Regions from separate parts of the Mus musculus genome. Here regions 2, 3, 4 and 5 are each linked to region 1. Evidence: chromatin contacts called from public ChIA-PET, Hi-C and HiChIP or PLAC-seq data. All regions are on one chromosome and are shown on one strand. The core of a region is the stretch at or near the end of the contact, and the rest is flanking DNA. Distances in the headings are between cores, read along the strand shown. Region 1 overlaps Mrtfa (myocardin related transcription factor A). Region 2 overlaps Xpnpep3 (X-prolyl aminopeptidase 3, mitochondrial). Region 3 has its middle 57 kb from the start of Rbx1. Region 4 holds the start of Grap2 (GRB2-related adaptor protein 2). Region 5 overlaps Slc25a17 (solute carrier family 25 (mitochondrial carrier, peroxisomal membrane protein), member 17).

Region 1 (2,700 bases), core at 105-2,604:
CTTAGTCTTCTGAGTAGCTGCCCCTAATTCCTGTCATTAAATGCCTGCTATAATAAAATACAAATAACATTTTTTCTTTTTTGAGACAGACTTTTACTTTGTAGCAACCCCAGGCTGATGTGAAAATTTTAACTGTCCTTTGCCTCAGCCTCCAAAGGCTGGGAGAATATAGGTATGAGCCACCATGCTTGGCTTAATAAGACTTTTTTTTTTTTAATTAAATTTATAGGAGTTTGTAAATTAGCAGGGGGGATATTCAGAGGTAACCACGCACAGCACCCAACATCACTGTTCAGGTAAAGTAGCTTAGGTGACCCAACGTAATTCTGAATATAGTGGAGAATATAGAGAAGAAGAGAAAAAGAAAAAGAGAGTGGACATTTTCAAGCAAAAATGAAATTTTAAAGGTGAGGGAAAGTCCATGGTACTTAAGGAAGAGTAAAATTTAACATTCTCGTTGGGGTGTCTCACCCTAGGGAATCGTGCCTGGAAGTCCCCATTGCAGCCTGATGTGACATAAGAGCAGAAGGAGGCAAGCAAGCTTGCTAACAGGACAGGGAAAGGAACTTGGAACATAAATCATAATTTTGAGAGAAAGAGAAGTTCTGCTTGTTCCTGTGACCTTGAAGCGTAGGCAAGAGCCCAGCCAGCGTCCTCCCATCCTTGGGTGCCTCTAAAAATCGCTGCGTAGAAAAGGCCCGTGTTAGTACACCACTGTTCCTAGTATTTGTAGGTTACCCTCAGATATGACTTTCAGGGCCCTGCAGTTGAAACCTGTTAGACAGAAGGGGACTTGCTGTGGGCTCTGGGATCCTCCTAACCCTCCCTAGACATTTTCTTAGCATCGTAACCACAGCTATGCTAGTTGATCCTTTGAGTAGTGTATAGTTGTAAAGATGGTTGATGTTTAATTTGATAAAGATCCCTGTTGTTTCATTGAGCAGTGTTGCCAAACAGAGCTAGGAGCGACACCTGTCTCCACTAGCCCGATGTACACTAAGTCGTAGCTCTTGGGTGTCTCCTCTCAGCAGAGAAAGCCCTGTGTGAAAACAGAAGCATGTGGACGGCAAGATACCTTGTAGTCTAGAGGAATGTGGTGTGTGTGAAAGTAGCCATACTTTTTAGATTGTGGTCTCTGTGCAGAGTGCATTTGTTCAACATGCTATGTGCAAACACTTAGAACTTATACAGCTCTTTGTGCTGGGCGCTGGCCCCATTAGACTTTCTTTGAGCTTAGAACTGGTTGGTGTTTCTCAGTCCCAGGAGGAAGGCTGAGTTCTGTAAGGTTTAAGCAAGAGGCAAGACTGGTAGTTTGTGGATTGTTATCACCCTGCAAGACTCTTCGCAACTTCCTCTTGCCGCCCACAGCAGAATGCGGAAACCCTGCTGTGTCAGGCCACTTCTGCAGTTACCCACAGTTGCAGTTTGGGATCCTCCTTTCATACCATAGGCTACCTTTTAGACTTTGCTGCATTTGAGAATGTGTCTGCTGAGGTGGAATGGCTGACTAACCTGCATCTGTCTTCTCTTCTTGCCACCATGCAGTGCTGCAGTTGAAGCTCCAGCAGCGGCGGACCCGGGAGGAACTGGTGAGCCAAGGGATCATGCCGCGTAAGTGTCTCTCGGTGTTTGTACACTTGCTCCTTGGGTTGGCTTGGCTCCTCGGTGGCATAGGAGCACCCTACAGAGCAGGGGTCAGGGGTCTCGTTCCAGTCTTACCCGCCTCTTACTTTTCCATCAGGAGTCCTTGATGGATGGAACAGGTTGTCAATTGCCCAGATTCATCATGTTCAGTGAAACAAGCAGTGCTAGGCTTCCAGCAGGTCGGCAGATAGCCCCGTGCCTTTGAATTGCCTCTTTCCTGGGTTCCCAGCATCCCTTCATGGGAGGAGCAGGGGCTGCTCTGTTCACATCCACTTCACCTCTGTGCTCAGCTGTTAGGAAGAAACCTCTCCTCTCCCCTTGCAGACAGGTACCGTCAGTGAACTACAGTTTATTTTAGAGCTGTGAGGCACCCATGGCGGATACGCGTGTGTGTATGCCTGGATGGAGCTGTTGGTGAGCTGTTCTGACACTGGGCCAGTGTCTGCATCCCTGGGGTAGAAGTGAAACCACGCCTTAGACTCTGTTAGAGACAAGAAAGCCTGTTTTGAATACTAAGAGCACCGTAGACAGTGAAGGCTAGAACCAGGGTCTTGCTCTTCTGACATGTCTTCATGAGTTCTCAGCAGATCATACAAGCTTCCGTCCCCTGGTGGTATGTCGTCACCACTCGGCTCCACCCTGAGGAGGAAGACAGCGAGAGAGCGCACACACACACACACACACACACACCCCAGCAGCATCTGCTGTCATGATGTTTCATGGTCTCCCCCACATGTTACTGCCCACTGTCCCGTTGCCCCGCTGCCATCCATGTTGTTGGCCACTCACTCAGAGGAATCATGTGTGCAGCTACAGTGAATCTGCCCCTGCAAGAGTGGAGGGAGGAAGTGGAGACAAAGGAAGAAGATAATATTACACCTCTTAGTAAGTGTGATGTAGTAAATTAATGGTGGTGGATGTGTTTACAGTTAACAGGAAAAAGTTGGAGACACAGCCGGGCGTGGTGGCGCACGCCTTTAATCCCAGCACTCGGGAGGCAGAGGCAGGTGGATCTCTGAGTTCGAGGCTAGCCTGGTCTACAAAGTGAGCTCCAGG
Region 2 (2,700 bases), core at 130-2,629, 370 kb before region 1:
TCTACAGACATCAGGCATGTGAACACACACACACACACACACACACACACACACACACACGCAAAGCATTCATGCACATAATGTAAAATAAAACTAAACAGGTTGAGGTGGGCATGATGCTAATCCTGGCACTTGGGGAGGTGAAGTAAGGAAGTCACTAATGAGTTCCAGGTCAGAGAGGGCTACATAAAGGAATGTGTCAAAAGCAAACACCATTATTTATTTCTCTTTCTCACTCCCGCTTCGCTTCCTTTCCTTTCCTTTCCCTTTCCCTTTCCCTTTCCTCCCCTCCCTTCCCCTTCCCTTCCCAGCCTTAATGATCTCCGGACTTGCTGAAATTTGCTGAGTCAGTCTATGGGGTCATGACATGTACATTTTCCTTGATAAAGTTCACCCAATGGTTTTGACACACAAGTGGGCATCAGATCCCCTGGGACTTGAGTTACAAGGTTATGAGCCACCATGTGGGTGCTGAGAATCAAATGCAGGTTGTCTAGAAGAGTAAATAGTGCTCTTTATCGCTGAGCCATCTCTGCAGCCCAACACTTCAGATATTAAAGTCAAATCTTGAACAATTAATTTTTTAAAGATTTATTTATTTATTATATATATATGAGTACACTGTAGCTATCTTCAGACACACTAGAAGAGGGCGTCAGATCCCATTATAGATGGTTGTGAGCCACCATGTGGTTGCTGGGATTTGAACTCAGGACCTCTGGAAGAGCAGTCAGTGCTCTTAACAACTGAGCCACCTCGCCAGCCCAACAATTAACTTTTAAGCCAGGCAATGGTGGCGCACACCTTTAATCCCAGCACTTGGGAGGCAGAAGCAGGTGGATCTCTGTAAGTCTGAGGCCAGCCTGGTCTACAGAGTGAGTTCCAGAACAGCCAGGGCTACACAAAGAAACCCTGTCTCAAATCAACCAACAAACAAAAAAACCACTTCTTTTTTAAGGGAGAACTTACCTAAATTATATAAAGATGAGTTTGTAAGTGACTTAGAAACATTTAAGGGGAGACATCTTGGGAGTGTGACTCTATAACTCAACAGTACTTTTCTGAGTGTGGAATTATAAGTAACTAAGTATGCTTTTCTACATTTGGTACTATTTGTCTCACGGTAGGACTCCTTTAACAGGAAAAAGATTGACATATTTTGCCAAAGTTGTAAATTGTAGGCTTTCCTGTAACTATGTCAAATGCTAAATGTGAGGTTTTTTTTTTTTTTTGAGCAAAGTTACAACTGACACATTTTACACCTTAAGTTGACTTCAGCTCTGTAGTTCTCACAGGCTCTCACAATATAGCTCTGGCCGTGCTGGACCTCGTTATATAGACCAGGGTTGTAACCTCCCCCACCCCCTCAGCCTGAAACCTGTTTGCTCAGGTTTCACTGTTTGCATGGGGTGGAGCCTGCCGCTCTATCGGTCAGCCACGCCCACTGCTGGAGCCTGCCGCTCTATCGGTCAGCCACGCCCACTGCTGGAGCCTGCCGCCTTGCTGTTCTGGAGCCATACACGTGGTCACCCTGCAACTGGACTCCAGGATTACTTGGCGGGAATTAGCCCCATCCCCCTCCTTCATAACTCGGTGCACGAATTAGTAAAATTGAGCTTTGATCAGAACCCGATTGTCTTAGCTCCGTTCTTTTTCCCGTCTGTCTAGTTCCTTTCTTTCAGCTCTTCAGCCGTACCCGTTCCTCGAGAGCTGCTGGCCGGCTCGAAGCACAGGGTCACCTCAGACTCACAAGATATCCTTCTCCCTCTGATTCTCAAGTGCTAGGATTAAGGCATGTGTCATCACTACTGGCTAAAACAGATTAAAAGAACGTATATATGTCTGTTTATGGATAAGTGTGCAGGATTCATGCTTAAATACCATATCCCTGTAAAGTCTGCATGCTCAGTGGCATGGCACACAGTCTCTTTAAACTTTAAGACATTGATGACTTCTGTGAAAATATTTTACGTATGTATGTATGTATGTATGTAATGTATGCATGCATACATGCACGCACCTATACCACTGATCTTTGTTCCTAACATAATACTTTGACCAGGTACTGGCACCATACTGAACAGTGGCCACATCCTTCCAAGCACAGAGCTCATATTACTGTGAAAAAACAAACCAAAACCAAAACCAAACCCACTACCTTTGTGACTAGGAGGAGGAGAGGGTATGAAAAGTGTGCATCTTCACTCACAAAAGCTGACTCCAAGTACTATTTTTCTCCTTTTCAAGGGAACTTCCATGTTCTATGTGCTCAGCACCAAGACTAAATATTGATGTTTTATTTCAAGTTGCTTTTAATACTGTTCGCAGAGCGATATTCAGATCTGCGACCAAGGCAAAAATAAAGATCATATACAGAATATAGAAAACAGTGATTTAGACATGAAGTCATTCATCTTTATATGCTTGTGATGGTCAAGGCCTGGCAAATGCAGCTTACCACAAAGTATTTCACCACAAGAAATCAATTATTTCAAAGCTGGTAAAATTTAGGTATCAATTCAACCTTTCTTCTTCCTTTAAACAAAAACTACAAGTAGGTTGATAGGGTTAAAAAAAAAGTAGTATCAACTGGACTACTATTATGCTTACCTTACAGCTTTGAAAAACTCTGATTTCTTGTGTGTTTCAGTGGTGAGCTGCATTTCCTGAGTGTCAGCAGACTGCCCAGCAGGAATTCCA
Region 3 (2,700 bases), core at 81-2,580, 480 kb before region 1:
AGTCTCAAAAACAAACAAAACAAAAAGCCGGGCTTGGTTGCTAGTTCCTTTAATCCCAGCACTCGGGAAGCAGAGAAAGGTATTGAATCTCCATAGTGAATTCCAGGCCAGCCCCTGTCCCAAAAGCAAAGATATCCTCTGACCTCAGAGGGATTGTAGTGGAACACACACATAAACAAACAAATGTAAGAAACATACAAAAACAACAATAAAAAAGCAGAGGCTAGAGAGATGGTTCAGCGTTTAAAAACATTTACTGCTCTTGCAGAGGATCTGAGGTCCGAGCACCCATGTTGGGCAATTCATCCTCTTGTAATTCCAGGGGTTCTGAAGCCCTTTTCTGACTTCTTCAGACAGCTATAACAAATGGCGCGCGCGGACACACAGACACACACACACGGGGATAAGAAGAAAATTTAAGTTCCGAGGAAAAAAAGAAAAAGACGTTCTCCCCCTGTTCACTCCGGAGAGTCCGCATCTCACTTTAGGATTTAACCCCACCCCCACCCCCCGCTCAGATTTTCATATTTAAAGCTCTCTTTTTCTCAAGACCCCAGTCCAGCCCCTCGCCTAATATGGTCACTTTCAGCCTCCAGCTAGCAGTCTTAATTAAGCTCATTTCTACCAGCTCTGACGTCCACAACCAGTTCCAGCACCCGCCTGGCCATCCGTTGGCTCAGAAAACATCTCATGCTGATATTCCTTAAATATTTCTTGATTCCTGTCGGCGATGTTCATGTACACGACAAAGAGTTAAAATCTATCCCTCCATCTTTATTTCAACTTTTTTGCTGTTTAACCTACCGGGCTTTTAAAGAAAGGTTTCTAAAGAAACAGTAAGACTTTCATCAGGACTCAGCAATCATTCCGGACGTAAACTGAAATATACAGTCAGGGATTTGTTTCACAATCCCGGGGAAGGGCAGCAGTGGGGGTGGGCGGGAGACGGACAAATCCAGATTGTCAGGAGCTGAGTGTTTATCTAGATGTGCAGGGGGTGGGGGTGGAGGTGGGAGGGGGGGTGCATTAGGACCGTGACTTTGGTTCGTGTCCGAAATTCTTCCTAGTCCAAGTCAACAGAAAGCCGCAGATGAACCACTGCTCTGTCGCAACCCTCCTCACCGACAGGAACTCTTTGTATCGGACTGTAAGGTTTCGGTACAACAGGAACAATTTAGGGAGGGCATCCTGTTCTTTTGGAGTGCGACCCGAGTGCTAACCCTTTCTGAATCCCAAGCAGGGACAGAGAGTTGCCCAGCAGCCAGCCGCAGGCTGGAGGCAGACGGCCTGGCCACCTTGCTGCGAACCCAGGGGTTAGAGCGCAGCTCCGGACGCCGGAGCTCCGCCCTCATCTAGCCCGGCACGTGCAGCCCGGGGGCGCTTGCTGCTCGTCCTCCCAACCCCCACCCCGGGCACGTGACCAGCCTCCCCAGAGGGAGCGAGTGCGCAGAATGGCTTGCAGCGGAGCTGCGGCGCGCACGCCAGGTTCAAGCCGAGCCCTCAGACCTGGGTGCACCGTAGGGGGACCTAGACCATCGGGAGAGATCGGGGTGAGAGATAGTTGCCCACTCACTCACCCCCGCCAAGCATGAAAGGGCGAGTCCGGGTCCCCCAGCCCTACCCTGCCAGGACCCGCGCTTGCCCAGGTATCTGGGTGTGGCTAGACCCAGCCAGCGCCCGGGGGGTGATGGCCCTCCTCTGCGGAAGTAGCCTGAGCCGCCGCCTTTGTGTTTGTCACCCTTGTAGAGATAAGAAGCCTCTGGGATTCTAGTTTACCTTCCTGTCTCCTTGGTGGTCAGACACTCTCCCTTGCTACCCGGAACAACCCGCTCATACACACTCGGGTGCTTCACTGTCCCCTACAGCTCCCTTACTGGGAGGGGTAGAAGCTCTTAAGAGTGCACAAACACACAAAGTATTTCTTTTCTTTTCCATTTCAAACTCGATGCGTTAATGAGCGTAGTGGCTCAAGCCTTAATCTCAGCGCTTGGTTGAGGCAGGAGGATTGCCGAGAGTTCGAGGACAGCCCGGGTTCCATTACTAAGTTCCGGACCAACACGGTTAGGAATAAGACTCATTCGAACCAAACGAAAGAAAGAAAGGGGGGCGTGGGGGACAATGAAGACGCGTACCCAGCCACCGGGCGTCTGCGTTCCCTTTACGCGCCGCCTCCAGCAATGGCGTCTGTGTCCCGACTCAGACCAAACCACTAGCCGGACACAGGTGTAGCTATTGGCTCCATCTGCAAACGCACGGGGAGCTCCAGTGTGAGCTGGCTTGGGGTGGGGATGTTCTAGGCTCTGAACCCCTAAGCTCGCACCCAGGGTCCTAGACGCAAGAATATGGGGGTACTCTAGCGAAGATGAGGATAGCTGTTGCAGCGCCCCAGGGCGCACGGGGCGGGGCAGTTGAGTCATTCCTCCCGCCAAACCCAGGCTCTTGAGTTCCCCCCCCCCAACCCTGACAACCTCGGGCTTCAGTGATTGGGTTCATGGGACGTCCGCGCTGACGCCCCTCAACTAGTGACCTCCAGAAGCTTGGGTTTCCTGTTCCGTGTAATGGGAGTGGCACTTTTAAAACGAGACTTGGGCTTGGCACCTGCAATGCTTCCGCAGAAAAAAACCCTAGTCCTTGGGCTGCCTGCTTCTGAGGAGAATGAACAAAACAGGCACAGTGAACTTGCTGGTCCACAGAGTTTCA
Region 4 (2,700 bases), core at 190-2,689, 470 kb after region 1:
TGTGGGAGACTCTCTGGGGTTGAGTTTAATAGGGTAGTTTTCTTCAGTGATGTGGGGCTGCCTCCTTTTACAGAAAACCAGAACACAAACACAAAAAAATTCTTAAAAAGGGAATAAGTTAGAAGTTTTTTAAAAACTTGGCATCGAAATATACTACTTGCAGGAGGATCTCTGTGAGTTCGAGGCCAGCCTATGCTACACAGACAGGGCAGACAGGGCTACACAGAGAAACCCTGCCTTGGTGGGGGGGTGGGGGGGGGGAGAGGGAGACACTACTTAATAGTGGCTGCTTCTTTCAAGAGGGCCTCTCTAAAATTATACTATGAATATCAAGCTTTGTAGGCCATGTTGATTCACTAAAAGAGACCAGGTTAAACTAAACGTTCTTTCTGAAATCAAAAATGAAGAAGAAAAAAAAAGGGACCCTATAACAAATTAGCAGTTTATAATAAATGGACCCATATGCAAGGCTCTTCCACTGAAGTTTCTCACCCTCCAACAATGTGTGCTCATCACTGCCTTATCCCTGCGGTGGTTTGGAGACCAAGTAGCCCCCCTTAGTCTATCTCTGGATGAGTACTTCTAATGATATACAAAGTGTTCCATATGCCTTATTAACAAGGCTGCACTTGAGGTTAAGTGGATGCAGTCATGGTTAAGTCAGTGAAAACCTGGTCTTTGCATTCCTTTCTCAGGTTCTGAAACAGATGGGGACAAGAGCAGAAACCAGAGATGGTCTTTAAAGATGCCACACAACTATTAATAAAGAGACAAAGATAGACAACACCCTCTCCTCATGTCTTCCCACGGGAAGTTTTCTCTTATTAAAGGAACTCAGACCAGTGTTCTTCGTAAAGAGAGCAAATGCCGCCAGAACTAGCAGTTTGGAGTTGGTGAAAAAATTGAGCAAGTCCTCAGAGTCTGGGCTCAATTCCCTACCACCTGCCACTCCCCGACTTCACTATTGAAGGGGGATTTTTTTTTCCCCCTCTGGGACCTCAACATCCAAGGTCTTTCCCAGAGATCGCTCTGAAGCCAGTTAGTAGAACTGCCGTTTTTTCCCCCATGGGCCCAGTAAAGACCAAGTTTTCTCTAGTTCGTTTGACAGAAGTTGAATCCAATCCCTACTAACGTAAGCCAACTAGATAAGAAGCCTAGGCTGATGGCTGAAGTATTGCCAGCAAAGTTCAGAAAACCAGTAGGACTAGCTTTCATTAGATTTGGCTTACAGAGAACAGAATCTTAAAAGCGCTCAAGGTTTCCAGAGGGCGTGCACCCACGACGCATGACTTACCTTTGGGACGCGAAGAGGTTGAGTTGAGCGTGTATCTCGGCTTTGACAACGAGTTATTAGAATTGCCTTTTGCCAGTGGGAAGATGCATTCAAATGTCAAGTTTACCGCGCCGCCTCAGCCTACAGGTCTGCCTTGTGCTGGTTTCTGAGCACCACACTGAAGCAGGTCGCAAGCCCCAGATCCATCAATACAGCTTCCTCCTCCCTGCCCCTTGCCCTCCTCCAAGCTCCCCCCCAGCCAGTCTGCAGGCAAACCACACAGGAACTAGCAGACACCCTGCTGCGCAGAGCTGGGCGTGAGCCTCAGATTATGTGGTTTTGTTTTCTAGCTGCTAGAGTTGAACCAAAACGCAGGAGGTTCACCGAAACATGCCTGCTCCTATTCGTTTCAGTTTTAACAAAACCCGCCTGCCCCCAACGCTCACATACACATACGAAAACTTCTGAAAACACGCCTGCCCCCAACGCTCACATTCACACAAGAAAACTTCTGAGTTTGGATATGATCCGGTAACAAGCTGCTGCTGGCCTCAAGGAAAAAGCCTGTTTTCACATCATTCCATCCGGAGAAATGCAAAGGCCACTGGGAAAAAGTTAAAGTCTTCCCTGGTCAATCATGATGTTAAAATCTCAGAGAAACCGCTTGCTAAGTGTAGCCAACCCATTTACATAACTCTTAGCTTGTGATACAAATCTTGACCCAAGAGAGAAGGAAGAAAACAGTGGGAGGCTCTCTAAGCCAGGAGTTCTGTTAGTGACACAGACACACGACACAGACACACACTATGGGGGTTAACTAGCCGATAAGCCAGGGGTTCTAAGTCCAGGCTTGCTATGGTCAAGAGTGCAGATCTTTCCTTGGACCCGTGGGACTTCACGTTCTCTTGAGCAAGCTGGACCCAAGGCTCTCTGACAATTTAAGAATCATCATCTCCCTCAACTTCCCCAGTTCTCACCTCCATATTTCTAACTCTCCCTGCCCCCACACCACCTGCAGCCCGTTGAAGTCTCTCTTCCTTTCTCTTTGTTCTTGTATCTCTTGCACAAAAAGGAGACGCATTTCAACTGGCTAAGCAAGGCCTTTAGAGTTTGGAGGCTGGATCCAAGGAGAAGAGGGACATTTCGGGATACCTCCGGCATGAATCTCTGCATAGTTTTTTCCCCATTTGATTCAATTTGAAGTTCTAAGAGTATAACTTAGACTTCATTCCTGACTTCTGAGGCGGTATCTCATTGCTTCTTTAAATGATAAACTTTACTAAAAAGTTATTTTATTTTAGTTTTTGGTTTGCAAGATAGAGTTTCCCGGAACTTGCTCTGTAGACCAGGCTGGCCTCAAACTCAGAGATGTACCTGCACTACCTCTGAGTGCTGAGATTAAAGGAGTGTACTACCACCACTGGGCT
Region 5 (2,700 bases), core at 125-2,624, 280 kb before region 1:
CTCAGGTCAGTGGCTACAGAATAACCTATGCACTCCTCTTTGTCCAAGAGTCGTTTTTGAGTGGTAGTAAATGGCTTTTAGAGAGAATGAGTGCACCTGGAGACCAGAGCAGTTTGTGTGATTCTCCCTGGAAGTGAGTTGGCAGGGGAGACAGATTGCTGTTTGTGACAGTCTATCCAGGGGTAGTAACGTAACCCACTTTTCTCTCCTGTGACACTCAAGGATGTCATCTTTAGGCAAATAAGGGAACACCAGAGTGGACCCTCTTCCAGACTCCAAGAGCCTACATTTAAAAATTGCTCTAATCCTGCTGAATTTGGGATGCTGTTCCCTGGCCCCTTCGTCTGGATTGGGGAGTAGGGTGGCGTTCCCGTGCTCCTTCTCCCGGATGGCTGGATGGTGTTTGTGTATTTGGTTAGTCTTGACTTGGTTCTGCTTTCTCATAAATGATATGTTATTGAAAAGGAAAAGAAAAGGTAGATTCATAGATACTCAAAAGAAAAGTAACCCCCTGCTCTTAGGTAAGAAGAGTATTAATTAGAACTCAGGTCTTAGAGCTGAAGCAACACCCACAGATTAGAACCAACAGGAGTGCACCCCTGAGGGTCTGCCTGTGTGGGGTGTTATTAGGAACTGAAGTTAGTCATGAGTAGCTCTGGAATGCTGCCATTTGCTTGATTATGTAAGTTGCAATTTTTGTGAAGTTTTTAAAAAGCATTGTCAAGTATTTTTTGAGTGCATTCCACCCCAGAATTCATAAAATTATCGTGGTAAAAAGGTACCTCTCCATCCATTCTGACTTAGAGGATGGAGGCAGTCCTTGATCTTCACAGATGCAAAGCTTTGCAATGACTTTTGATCCCTTCATTTAAATATTGTGGTGCACTCTGTACTCGAGGCTGCCCTCAGAACCTTTCAGTCTTTCTGCTGTATTAATAATGGGAACAAGGAAGCAGAGCCTTAGATAATGGCTGAATGTTAGTCTTGGCTGTGTTGCTCCTTGTGTTTTGTGCACACCTACTTCTTGAATAGAGCCTGAAGGACGTTTTGATTTCTAAAGGATCTGACTAAAGGGCAATGCATTTCATTTATTTGGGATGGTGCATACACGCTTTTCTGTGGTACCCCCGGGTTCCAAGCTCTCCCGTGCTCTCTTCCTCTGCAGGGAGTGGGGAGGTCGGGGAGGTGCAGGGGGCAGGCAGGCAGAGACACCACATTTGCTGGCCTGACTTTCCCAGATCCTGATTTGTCTCTGTAAAGTGAAGTGCACATCATATCAAGTAGGCATGTATTCTGAACTCTGGACAGATAGGCTGTGGGGCACTGGTGCCTTTGGAAAGAGTCGAGCAAAGAGCTCCTGTGGCAGGCAGAGCCTTTTCAGACTGTGCTCAATGCCTTGAGAGAGTATATGAATATAGGGTCAGAGCTACGGATGGCTTCTTGGTATTCTGTGACTCTGTAGAAATGCAACTCATAAGATTACTTGGTACTGACTTTTAGTTGGGGGAAATATCAGTTGGTACAATGCTCCTGGAAAATAAGCAGAAAACCGTCTTACTTTGGTAATGGTATGAAACCAACAAAACTATAGATTTGAGTTGCTTGGCTGCTTTCACAAAGTCTATCCTTGATTAAACTGTTTTCTCTGTAGGGTTTTTTGAGATTCCTTACACGAAAACATGTTTTTGTCTGTGTTGTGTTTAGAGGACTTTTGGCAAGGGGGTGGGGCTTCCTTTTCTTCTTCAGGATCCTTCCTGTTTATTTATTCTTCAGGGCTCAGCTGGAGCCTGACAGTTCCATTACACATGCTCACTGCTTGTCCCTTGGTTGACCTGTAGTTATAAAGTAGATACCCTTTGTCAGGCATTTTGTTACAATCCTATATGGTATTTTCTTTAATCATTTCAGGATGATGAGAAGTTTTAGTTTCTCAAGATGCTGTTAAATTGGGACCATGTGTTTTCAAAGAAGCACCTGGCTCACGGTGCTGCTCTGAGGCAGCTTGTGGGGCCAAGGTTGATCTTCATGCTTGTAAGGGTCACAGCGCCTGGAGCTGGCTCCTTTCGGTATTTTGTGACACTTTGTAACTGCTGCCTGCTGCTGGCTGTCCTAATCCTCTGAGTGATGAGCTCTTCTGTGAGCTTTTGGTCCCAGTTGAAGCACTTAGAAATGCCAGTCTGTCCTCCCACTTGTCACCCAGAGTACCAGATCACACTGGTTTAAAACCCTGTGCTGCTTACGTGATAGTGGGCCGTTGTTTCCTCTGATGCTGACATGGATTTAGCATGGTGTCATTCTCCTCCCTCTCTATTATTTAACAGTTGTGTTTAAGACTATATCAAACTGCCACTTTGTTTTGTTTTGCACTTCTGGTGATTAAACCAGGCCTTGCATGTGTTAGACAATTGCTCTATCCCTGAGTTAAACCCCCAACCCCAAATCACCATTCTGAATCTTATTTAAAAAAAAAAAATCACCAAGTGATTGCCCTCACTGAGTGAGGAAGGGAGTTCTCTGCCTTGTTGTGTGAGTGTGTGAGGAAGCCCTGCTATCAGCCGGGCTTCCAGATGGCTTCTAACAGCAGTGGCATTTGTTGTAACCCAGCACAAAGTTAAGCCTTACCTGAAGTCAGTGGCAGAAATAGAAACTGGCTTATTGGTGTAACTTAAGACAGCGAAGATAGCGGGGAACCGTGCTTTC

Evidence for each region. A called contact is a pair of places that touch in the nucleus more often than the background predicts. ChIA-PET counts read pairs in DNA pulled down with a chosen protein or histone mark. HiChIP or PLAC-seq counts read pairs in DNA pulled down with a chosen protein or histone mark.
Region 2: an RNA polymerase II ChIA-PET map of memory CD8 T cells shows a contact between it and region 1, with 9 read pairs. The contact joins two enhancer-like sites. A contact is called at or near these places in 5 of 39 promoter capture datasets (the 3T3-L1 cell line, the C10 cell line, cranial neural crest and 1 more) and 3 of 115 datasets of contacts at active chromatin or transcription factors (memory CD8 T cells, pancreatic cancer cells and pro-B cells).
Region 3: an RNA polymerase II ChIA-PET map of memory CD8 T cells shows a contact between it and region 1, with 31 read pairs. The contact joins two enhancer-like sites. A contact is called at or near these places in 1 of 484 Hi-C or Micro-C datasets (CD4 T cells) and 2 of 115 datasets of contacts at active chromatin or transcription factors (memory CD8 T cells and pancreatic cancer cells).
Region 4: a contact with region 1 is called in a Hi-C map of CD8 T cells, with 4 times the contacts expected there. The contact joins the promoter of Grap2 here to the enhancer-like site in region 1. A contact is called at or near these places in 1 of 484 Hi-C or Micro-C datasets (CD8 T cells), 1 of 115 datasets of contacts at active chromatin or transcription factors (pancreatic cancer cells) and 1 of 9 other capture datasets (embryonic stem cells).
Region 5: a contact with region 1 is called in an H3K27ac HiChIP or PLAC-seq map of regulatory T cells, with 3 times the contacts expected there. The contact joins two enhancer-like sites. A contact is called at or near these places in 2 of 39 promoter capture datasets (embryonic stem cells and pre-B cells), 1 of 15 datasets of contacts at CTCF or cohesin (the NIH/3T3 cell line), 3 of 115 datasets of contacts at active chromatin or transcription factors (fibro-adipogenic progenitors, large pre-B cells and regulatory T cells) and 1 of 9 other capture datasets (embryonic stem cells).

Annotation. Positions count from the first base shown.
Region 1 is chr15:81,044,200-81,046,899 of GRCm38.p6, reverse strand. It overlaps Mrtfa (myocardin related transcription factor A), which reads left to right. Exons shown (of 14, transcript NM_001082536.2): 3 at 1,546-1,611. Among named protein-coding and RNA genes, the nearest start is that of Sgsm3, 68 kb to the right of the region's middle. Within about 2 kb of position 1,354, at least 134 of the 459 cell types and tissues checked have an H3K27ac peak or open chromatin away from gene starts, as enhancers often do. A contact at or near this core is called in CD8 T cells, memory CD8 T cells and regulatory T cells, where this site is marked.
Region 2 is chr15:81,415,905-81,418,604 of GRCm38.p6, reverse strand. The region is part of intron 2 of Xpnpep3 (X-prolyl aminopeptidase 3, mitochondrial); the gene reads right to left. It overlaps Gm17025 (predicted gene 17025), which reads left to right. Exons shown (of 3, transcript NR_166833.1): 3 at 2,651-2,700. Among named protein-coding and RNA genes, the nearest start is that of Gm17025, 4.4 kb to the left of the region's middle. Within about 2 kb of position 1,379, at least 106 of the 459 cell types and tissues checked have an H3K27ac peak or open chromatin away from gene starts, as enhancers often do. A contact at or near this core is called in memory CD8 T cells, where this site is marked.
Region 3 is chr15:81,522,026-81,524,725 of GRCm38.p6, reverse strand. No RefSeq gene overlaps it. Among named protein-coding and RNA genes, the nearest start is that of Rbx1, 57 kb to the right of the region's middle. Within about 2 kb of position 1,330, at least 432 of the 459 cell types and tissues checked have an H3K27ac peak or open chromatin away from gene starts, as enhancers often do. A contact at or near this core is called in memory CD8 T cells, where this site is marked.
Region 4 is chr15:80,571,336-80,574,035 of GRCm38.p6, reverse strand. Grap2 (GRB2-related adaptor protein 2) reads right to left here and starts at 1,439. Exons shown (of 8, transcript NM_001289442.1): 1 at 1,295-1,439.
Region 5 is chr15:81,329,190-81,331,889 of GRCm38.p6, reverse strand. The region is part of intron 4 of Slc25a17 (solute carrier family 25 (mitochondrial carrier, peroxisomal membrane protein), member 17); the gene reads left to right. Among named protein-coding and RNA genes, the nearest start is that of Slc25a17, 30 kb to the left of the region's middle. Within about 2 kb of position 1,374, at least 25 of the 459 cell types and tissues checked have an H3K27ac peak or open chromatin away from gene starts, as enhancers often do. A contact at or near this core is called in regulatory T cells, where this site is marked.